Linked DNA regions of Sus scrofa: regions 2 and 3 are each linked to region 1. The links are chromatin contacts, called in public Hi-C and HiChIP or PLAC-seq maps. All regions are on one chromosome and are shown on one strand. The core of a region is the stretch at or near the end of the contact, and the rest is flanking DNA. Distances in the headings are between cores, read along the strand shown. Region 1 overlaps DOCK4 (dedicator of cytokinesis protein 4). Region 2 holds the start of ZNF277 (zinc finger protein 277). Region 3 overlaps DOCK4 (dedicator of cytokinesis protein 4).

Region 1 (3,136 bases), core at 311-2,810:
ACCAAGAGTGAACCCAATGGTAAACTGTGGATTCCGGGTAATGATGAAATTCAATGTAGGTTCATCCTTGGTTTAAAAAAAAAAAGGACCATTCTGGGGAGGGATGTTGATAATGTGTGGAGGCAGAGAGTGGACAGGAATTTCCTGTACTTTCTCAACTTTACTGTAAACTAAAACTGCTCTTTTCAGAAGTCAATTAAAAACATATCATTTGGGTTTAAAAAAAAAAAAAAAAGTCCATCCAGGAAAACATCCAGAAGGATATACACTAAGGGGTTAACAGTTAACGTCATCTGGGAGTTCCCGTCATGGCGCAGTGGTTGACAAATCTGACTAGGAACCACGAGGTTGCGGGCTCAATCCCTGACCTTGCTCCGTGGGTTGGGGATCCGGTATTGCCATGAGCTGTGGTGTAGGCCGGCAGCAACAGCTCCAATTAGACCCCTAGCCTGGGAACCTCCATATGCCGCAGGAGCGGCCCTAGAAAAGGCAAAAAGACAAAAAACATCTCATCTGGGTAATGAGAGTCTGCTGTTTTTATTTTATTTTTATCTGTATACTGCTTTTGTAATGAAGGGGATTTTAAGTTAAAACTTTGAGAAGAAATATTTTAACAGATATACAACTGGTATAGTTTAGCTTATTTTGAGTATAAATTAATATAGTTTTAGGAACGTTATTTCTTAAACTTTGTATATTTTCAAGGCCAGTGTCTCAGTAACAGGTAGGAATTTAAGCAGGGAATCCCTCTGGCTTTCTAGACTACTTGGTGTGATTTACAAAATTAAAAAAAATAATAAAAAGTAAATCTTTAAGAAAGACCTGATATGTTCAGAGATGGAGAACTGGGATATGACAAGATGTTCTTCCCAGCACACCTGCCCACCAACAGGAGTACCAAGAAACACAACAAACAGCCTCCGTAATTTGCTTCTCATGTTATGACTCCAAATGCCTTCTTTTATTACTACAAGATATTTCATTTAGACAGAAGAATGTATGTATGGTTTAAAGAACATTTATAAAGTGAACACGTCATATGCTTTCCTCAGAAAAAATGCTTAGGCAAAGTAGTGTTCTGGAACCCAGAGACACTGTCTCCCTTTTCCTTGGTCTTGTTCAGTGGTATCAGGGTTTGGAGGACAGCAAGCCATGCGTCACAGGGCCCCTCAGTAACCTGATTTCCTGTCTGGACCTCGTCTGTGGGGTTAGGAACATGCTGTGGTCTGCCATCCCCAGCCTGACTTGTGCTGTGTAGGCTGAACCACTACTTCCTTTTGGGACAGGAGGCTCGTGCAAACCCAGTCTGGACACTGTCTCGCTATTTCCAGGCTTCCTCCCCAGGAGCTGCATGCTCTGGTCTGGTATGCGCCATCTGTTCACAGGAGTCCTGCCCCTAGAGACAGGGCTTCTCCCCGTACCCACCCCCTGCCCCCGCCAAAGACAGCCTGGCTCTTGAGCACTTCTCAAAGCGTCTTAGGATTCTTGCTTGCTGTGCTCGTGGAGCTCAACTGGCAGTCAGGGACTGACCACTTCTGTGATGGAAGACGCGATGGCTGTGTTGTGCCTGTAGGGGGCACTGTAACCACAAGTCCTGGCTGCCTTCACTGGGGCCAATCTTGATGACCTGATCATTGCCATCTGTTCTTGTTCACTTTACTTCTCCCCCAGCCTGTGGGGGCCAAGACTGCAGCACCAAAGTCTCTCTGGTTCTGAGGTATGACACCTTGATAGCTTCTCACAGCTAAACTCTTATCACCCTTATTCAAGTACAAAAAACAACAACTAATAAAACATCACTTTGGATAGAAAAGTTATTTTAAGAACTTCCACCAATAAAACTGGTGTGTGTATATGTGTGTTGTGTGTATCTTAGTATTGGTGTGGGGAGGAAGTGGGAGGGGGCAGGAATTCTACCCATCAATTCAGTAAAGTACATAATCACCCTTTGGTCTCTATGAACCTTTTGATATAATATTTACCAAAGCTTTAGAATTGATTTTTTTTTTTTTTTTTTTTTTTTTTTTTTTGTCCAGTAGGAATCAAGGCCATATGCTAGGTATTGGGGTTAGAATTTTAATCTATTTCTGAGGAACTTAAATGGGGCAGGCAGAAATTACACAGAAAATCTCATTGCTTATCTTCTCTTGTCCTCTGAGGTTTTCCATGTGCATCCTTAACACATCACACAACTCTGGAGATTTTAAAAACAATTCAAGCAACCATCATTCATGAGGGCTTACTAAACGTCAGGCTGAGCACTTTGTATTTTCTTATTCAGATAATAATCCTATGAGGTGGGATATTGTAACCCAAAGAGCTTATGCGACTTGCTCAATGTCACAGTGTTGGTATGTGTCAGAGCTTGGACCTGAACCAAACTTTGTGGTCACACCTACTACACAACATAGTGGTTGTGACCACAATTGCTCTTCCACTATTGTTTTAACCAAGTTTTGAGTTTTGCTACATCAAATTTAAAATTGATTGATTATAGGTAACATACTAAATGTCAGGTATGGCTAAAAAAGATATCCCCACCCCCGCAACCCATGCCGACTTTCGTTTTCAAAAAATAGGGTATGTTTGTGGGAGATATCCTGGGAGAGAGAGTGGTCTGTGCAGCTGAAGTAGTTTCATTATTTTTAAAAATAATTAATTTTGGGGGCGTTCCCATCATGGCTCAGTGGTAATGAACCCAACCAGTATCCATGAAGATACGGGTTTGATCCCTGGCCTCACTCAGCAGGTTAAGGATCCCGCAGTGCCATGAGATGTGATGTAGGCTGCAGACAGGGTTCAGATCCCAAGTTGCTATGGCTGTGGCGAGGCCCGCAGCTGCAGCTCCAATTCAACCCAAGCCTCGGAACATCCATATGCTGCAGTTATAGTCCTAAAAAGACCAAAAAAAAAAAAAAAATCCATCTTTAAGAACATCCTAACATGTTTAGAGAAGCAGAATCAGATTATTAGAAGACATTCTTCTTAGCATACCTGCCTGTAACAAAAGTACCAATAAACACAATCGGCAGCCGAGGAGTCCTCCTGTGAAGTGACTTGTCTATGGCCTAGAATCATCTAGGGAGTGAAAGGGGTCACGTGATCTGGATGCCAAGGGGAGGAGGAGCAGTGAGGA
Region 2 (3,136 bases), core at 323-2,822, 300 kb after region 1:
TAAAAGGAGTAACTGTCAAGGGGCGACCCAGCTGAAATCAAACAACAAAAACGGGAACTGTAATCGGCCTGAAATGGGAGGAGGGAAAGGAAGGGAGACTCCTGTATTCATCCGTCAACATTAATGTCCTTTGTTGTTCACCTTTGCACAGAACGGCGAGCGTTACCCTGTTCCTTCTCCTCCAAACACCAGTGTCAGGGTAGTCCTTCCCCAAAAGCCGTCTCCGTGCCTCTAAGACCCAAGCTTTCCGATTCCCTCTCCCCATTATCGCTCCACAGCTGTCCTCCATCACCACCCCCACCGGCTCACCCCGGGCAGAGAGGGTGATCAGAAGTAAAAACATTGCTGAAATACCGGTTCCCCTCCAAAGACCAAAGAGCAGAGCGACGCAGATGTTGAAATTTACCAATCCCCCCCGCCCGTCAACACACACACAGGGTAACCCGGGATGAGAGTCCCCGGCCGGACTCTGTCTGACCGTCTCTTTTGAGGACGGTGCCACATTCCGCACTCTGGGAATGCTGAAGGGAGGCAGAGGGAAGGTTCTGCGCCTCCCTTCTGTTTTGGGGCTGTTCACTTAGCGCGATTGTTGTTGTCTCCCTCTCCACCCGGGAAATCGTTACAGCCCTTGCCGCCTTGGGGAAAGGTAGCAGCTGGAGAGGAACGCGGTTCGCTCTCCTCTTGCAACTTGACACACACACGCCCCGTCGCCACTACAAACTCCGCAGGCAGAGCCTGCAGCGGGCGGGCTGGTCGCGCGCTCCCCCCAGCCGCTGCCCGGAGCGCCCATCAGACGCTGAGCGGCGAGACCCCAGAGCGCACCCCTCTGCCCGGAGCTGGCTGGGTAAAGCCCCGAACCCGCAGCGCGATGCCAGGATGAGGCATTTCCAGCCGGGAGAAGAGAGAGTCGCCAGGGCAAGGACGCGAAATACGCACCCGCTCCGGCCAGAGCGGAATAAAAAGTTCGCCCCGCGGAGACTCACCCACGCCGTATTTCTCGTGCTCTGTAGGTATCCACATGGCTAAAGAGGGGTTCGGGGTCTTCGGGCTTTGTAATCCCCTCACCCCTTCTCCAGCTCACAACAATGCACAGCTCCGGAGTAGCGTCTGCAGCGCTGGAGCCCGGCGGCTCCGCGCGGGCTGCGGGCGCTGGGCAGGGTCTGCACTGGAAGCTCGCGAGTCCGAGGTTGACACCGCGCGGCCGAGGCTGCGCCGCCCGCCGCTCTCCAGGCGGCGGCTGCTCACAGTCCTCCGACGCGCTCCCGGGAACCCAGCGGCGCAGTCATTGTTCTGATTCACTGAACTAAGCGAACACGCCGGGGCACTCTCGGGCGCACCCCCGCCCGCCAGCGCCTCTTCCAGCCCTCCCTGCCCAGAGCCTGCGCAGCACACTGGGAATTGTAGTTCTGGGTCTCTCCATCCCGGAAGGGGGCGTGGCACTAGCATGTAGGGCGGGGTTATGTTCTGATCGTCACGTCCTATTGGCCCAGAACGTGACGGCACGGCGTGGGAGTGGAGGAAACGCCGCGTCGATGGGGACTTCGTTTCTAGGCGCGTTTCCATTGGTTGCGCTCCTGCCCGTGACCCTCCCTTTTTTCTTCAGCCGCGTAATGGCTGCTCCCAAGACCCAGGGGGCTGCTCCCCAAAAGGAGGAAGACGGTGATGGCAGCAGCGGCGGAGCCGGAGTTTTCACTTATGAGGGTGAGTACAGTACCTCTGAGGTGCAAGTGGTTTATTTTCCTTTTTCTCCCACCTAGAGTGCAGCTGACTGCGGGGCGGACCCCAGCTCTAAGGCCACCTGGGGGCGCGAAGGGGCCACATGAGGGGCCCCGAGGGACATGGTGGGGTGGGCGGCGGCAACTTGAAGGGGTCTTTCTGAGAAGGAAGAGAAAATGGGATGGAATGGCTTTTCCGAAGCCAAGGAAGTTCTCTGAGCGTTTATCCTGCCTTTGGAGCTCGCACCTTTGCGCTCTCTGCCGAGTGAGTGGGCGTGGGTCAGGTCAGGTTCCGGCCTGTGTGCTGTTAACTCTGGGATTAGCAGCGTTTTCTTCGCCAGTACCCTACCCCCGCTTCGATTTGCTTGCTTTGGCCTCTGAAGATAAGTTTTATTTGGGTTCGGGCGGATTTCCAGTTGCAGACTGGTCGCTGCCTTGCACGCCCCAGATTTTCTCAGTGGCTGGCTCGTGCAGCCTCTGAAGGGAGAGTGTGTGGCTCTCAGAGCTTCTCCCGTTGCTCATTGACTGCCCTTGGCATTCTCCGGGATTGGTGGAGCTGGGTCCTTGGAGCAAGAGGAAAGAAGCGGCAATTGGCTCTCGTGGCTTGAGAGAAAATCTTCACAGCTTCTTTGGCTTTACCTAACTTTCAAGTTGTCCTTTTATCCGGTGCAGAGGGCAAAAAAATCAAACTTTGAAAGCTGCTGGGGGATTATCTTTAGAATTCCTAGCCCAATTCTTTTACCTTTAATCTATATATTTATCCCCCACCTGACTCCCTTCTTTTTTGATTTGATATGTAACTTAACACAGCTAGTTGTCTTTTTCTAATGGACATGGTTTGGAGCTTCATTTTAGTTCTCCATCCTTATTGCGGTTTTGTAAAATTTCTTTCTTTGCTTTTGCATTCGTGGTTAAATTGACATTTTTGTCTTAGCACACAGACTGTGCTATGTCTTCCCACTTCCCATCCTAGTGGAACCTCCTACCTCTGAAATTATTTCAGCACTTCTGCCAAAGAAATCTTTGGTAAGCTCCGTACTTAAATATTGAGTTATATCCACATCCTAAACAATTCATTCCAGGGTTGGCCATATAGTCAGATCTTATCTAACAGTAACATACTCTTAAGGTTTTCCAGCTTCTCAAAATTCCAGAGGGTTACGTGTTTGAACATTTGAAGGTGGAATCCTTTGTAAATTGATCTCATAGATTAACTCATAAAGAAGAAAATGGTGTGCCTTTCAAAAACATTGTAAAACTTTTAAATATCATTACTTGTTTTTAAATTATAAAACTTTTCATTATAAACTGTTCAAACTGTTCAGAAATGTGTATGGTAAAAAACTGCAACATTTCAAAGTTTCCCCATCACACACAGTCCCATTCCCAAAGTAACAACTTTTACAGGTTTGGTGTGTGTT
Region 3 (3,136 bases), core at 445-2,944, 270 kb after region 1:
CAGATTAGGGTCCATTCTAGGGCCATATTTGATGTAATCATCTCTTTCAAGGACCTGTCTCCAAATAGAGTTCCATTCTGAGGTTCTGGGGATTAGGGCATCAACCCGAATCTGGGGGTATGGGATACAATTCATCCCATTAGCACTGCACAAATGAAATTTGAAGCAAATATTCCAGTAAGTCTCTTAAGCTGTGCATCTTGGAATTCTTCATAGTAATTTAAGGAAATATTCCATTTAGAAGCTAACATTCATTTGGCCAGAAGAAATCCCCACAAAAACAAGAGAAACACTTCTAGAATAAGAAAACTTTCTCTCTTTTTTTGTGGGCTTACTTTAATGTGTCTGCCTCTCTCTTGGGGTCCTGTGGTAGGTCCCTTTAAGAAGAAAGTTCGGACTGAATCTCTGAGAAAGCCTATTCCCTCTCCACCTCTAATAGGAAGCACATCATTAGAGGCATGAGATCTCAAATAAAGGCTATTTCCAGCATATGAAGAAAACAAGTGACTTTTAGATACTCACTGCCAGTGTTAGAAAACAGAGGTAAAAATCAGGGCAATTGCTCCCTCCAAAGCCAGACTACACTAATTAACTAAAATTATAGCAATTCACATGTTCAAGTGTTTATCTTCTGCAAAAGAGATAAATTCATTAGCTTGCAATCTATCGTTAAATAAAAGAACCACAATACGGAATGGTAAATATTGCATGATCCTGTTGTTAAAATACATCAAATACAGAAATAAAAAATATAAAGACATGAAGGATAGACTTTAAAAAATAACTGTAGGTTATTTCTGATGATGGGGTTATAGATGATCCCTTTTCTTTATACTTTTGATAGTTCCACATTTGCAACCATATAATGTTATCTTCTTTTCTGCTATATGGATACACAGGTAAAAATGACAGCCTATTGTCCTGAAGGATCTTCAAGGGTAGACCTTAGCCCAGAGGACACAGACTCAGATCCAAACAAAATCTGGGAACTAGAAAGAAGCTTAATGACCTCCTGTGAGCCTTTCACGAGAACCAGTCTGATCACATGAACATTTATCATTTCACTGATGCCAAAGACATCTGGCATGTCAACAGCTCAAAGGCCAACCAATGATTACCCAGAATCCAATGTAATCCCTCTGACATTCTATACTTTTGCCTGATTAATTTAGTGTCAGATTTTTTTGGGGGGGGGGGGATTCTGTTCAAAAACCAGGGAGGAAACAAACTGCTAAAAAGCATGATCTCCCATGAGCATTGTGTAAGAAAGAAACAGCAAAAGGGATGACTCCCACCCCCACCCCCCAATTTATAATTACTTTTCCGTGTTTCAACACAACTGTTTCAACTCAGGGGAAGGAGGGAAATGTCACTCTGGACAATAGCCCTTGTTGTACTAGATTATTTTCCATTGTCTCTTTCTAAAGACTTAGTGGCGAGGCAGCTGTTTTGCAGGCAGCGGGTCCTCTTATCCCGGTTCCCTAAGGAATCATTTCCTAAAGAGATTAATAACAGAGCCAAACAGAAGTGGCTTTGAAGCCTGCCTTGCTCTTTTAAAGGCAAGCAGCACTTAGCTCAAAAGGGTTCCACTGGGATCTTGTCTGGCTTTCCAAATAGTTATTAGTTGGGCAATATTTAGGAATCACCTGCTCCCAAAGGCTACCGCACACTCTGAACACACTACAAAGACCTGCGGGAGACCTGGGTCATGGCTATGCCAGCTCAGGGAAAGCTTGAAAATGCCCAAGGGCAGGGTCTGGCCAAGCACAACCCCACAGCAAGACACTACCATCGGCAATTCCAAGTGGAAAAGGGTCCCCAAGAAAGTTTCCTTAACAGTATCATGTCCAACAATACAGTGAGCAAAGTAAGTCAGGAGATCAAGCAGGGTATCTGCACAGCCTGTCACAGGGGCACTGGACCTCCAGCAGCAGCCCCAGCAGGTGACCCATAAAACACCTCAGAGAGGACAGCAGGGTGCAGGGGGTGGTTTCTGAGCCTCCCAGTGCAGGCTTTCCCTTCCTCTTTCTCTTTCTCTTCCCCCCCCCATTCCCTCCTGGTTCTCCACCTGTGTTATGCTCCACCCTGGCCTGCCAGGTATCATTGGGACCATGGCCGAGACCATGCCATCTGCAGACTCTCACCCTTGACCTGCTGAAGCTCTTTGACAATTCAGCTGGGTGTGAGAGTCCGTGGGGTCCCATCAGACTTTAGTACACAATCTGAAAAACAGAAATTGTTCACACATGCCCACATCATCCGAAAAAGACGGCCATAATCCTTGAAAACACACTCTGCCTTTGTTACCTTGATCTGCTATCCTCCAAGGACCCAGACGACTCAGAAGCTCATCTAATTCACTGCTTCAGGGACAGCTGTGGACATGCCGTCACGGAAAGGTACTAGGGTGCAACCCTGCACCAATTGCAAGCTCACTGATGTTTTGGTAAAAGGACCCCAAAACCTTCTCTTTACCATGACGCCAAACAATTAGACACACACATGCACACACTCATATATATGAAAGAAAACATGATTTTAGGAAATAAAGGCAGGTTCTCAAGTAATAACAATAATTACACTATTTTAATTAAAAGATCTCACCACCTTAGGACAGTATAAGATGCTTCCCCAGTGCCTTTCTTCGTGTGACCCTAAAATACTCCAGAGATTTATAACATCTGATTTTAAGGCTCTGTCACTTCCATATTGTGCTCCAGAATGACTGGCACCTGGTTCTCACTAGATGATGGTTTATCTCAATGTTTTCCAGAGAGTTTTTGTTTGCATGCCTGCTAAAAGAATTATAACTGTGTTCCCCCCTGCACATGTTTAAGTTGACATATAAGGTTTTTCGTCTCAAGTTTTTTTTTTGTTGTTGTTGTTTTTTTGGTTTTTTTGTCTTTTTGCCATTTCTTGGGCCAGAGGTTCCCAGGCTAGGGGTCGAATCAGAGCTGTAGCCGCCAGCCTATGCCAGAGCCACAGCAATGCGGGATCTGAGCCGCGTCTGTGACCTACACCACAGCTCACGGCAACGCTGGATCCTTAAACCCACTGAGCAAGGTGAGGGATTGAATCCGCAACTTCATGGTTCCTCGTCAGATTTGTTAACCACTGCACCATGACAAGAACTCCT

Evidence for each region. Hi-C and Micro-C count contacts between places; a contact is called where the count stands out from the background. HiChIP or PLAC-seq counts read pairs in DNA pulled down with a chosen protein or histone mark.
Region 2: an H3K27ac HiChIP or PLAC-seq map of alveolar macrophages shows a contact between it and region 1. The contact joins the promoter of ZNF277 here to the enhancer-like site in region 1. A contact is called at or near these places in 3 of 5 promoter capture datasets (fetal liver and liver), 12 of 47 Hi-C or Micro-C datasets (alveolar macrophages, brain, embryonic fibroblasts and 5 more) and 2 of 2 datasets of contacts at active chromatin or transcription factors (alveolar macrophages and skeletal muscle).
Region 3: a Hi-C map of liver shows a contact between it and region 1, with 4 times the contacts expected there. The contact joins two enhancer-like sites. A contact is called at or near these places in 1 of 47 Hi-C or Micro-C datasets (liver) and 2 of 2 datasets of contacts at active chromatin or transcription factors (alveolar macrophages and skeletal muscle).

Annotation. Positions count from the first base shown.
Region 1 is chr18:33,720,970-33,724,105 of Sscrofa11.1, reverse strand. All of the region lies in intron 16 of DOCK4 (dedicator of cytokinesis protein 4), which reads right to left. Among named protein-coding and RNA genes, the nearest start is that of IMMP2L, 280 kb to the left of the region's middle. Within about 2 kb of position 1,560, at least 14 of the 83 cell types and tissues checked have an H3K27ac peak or open chromatin away from gene starts, as enhancers often do. A contact at or near this core is called in alveolar macrophages, brain and liver, where this site is marked.
Region 2 is chr18:33,421,451-33,424,586 of Sscrofa11.1, reverse strand. It overlaps ZNF277 (zinc finger protein 277), which reads left to right and starts at 1,572. Exons shown (of 12, transcript XM_021079287.1): 1 at 1,572-1,701. It overlaps DOCK4 (dedicator of cytokinesis protein 4), which reads right to left and starts at 1,388. Exons shown (of 54, transcript XM_021079277.1): 1 at 984-1,388. The coding sequence starts at 1,020.
Region 3 is chr18:33,452,404-33,455,539 of Sscrofa11.1, reverse strand. The region is part of intron 1 of DOCK4 (dedicator of cytokinesis protein 4); the gene reads right to left. Among named protein-coding and RNA genes, the nearest start is that of DOCK4, 31 kb to the right of the region's middle. Within about 2 kb of position 1,694, at least 3 of the 83 cell types and tissues checked have an H3K27ac peak or open chromatin away from gene starts, as enhancers often do. A contact at or near this core is called in liver, where this site is marked.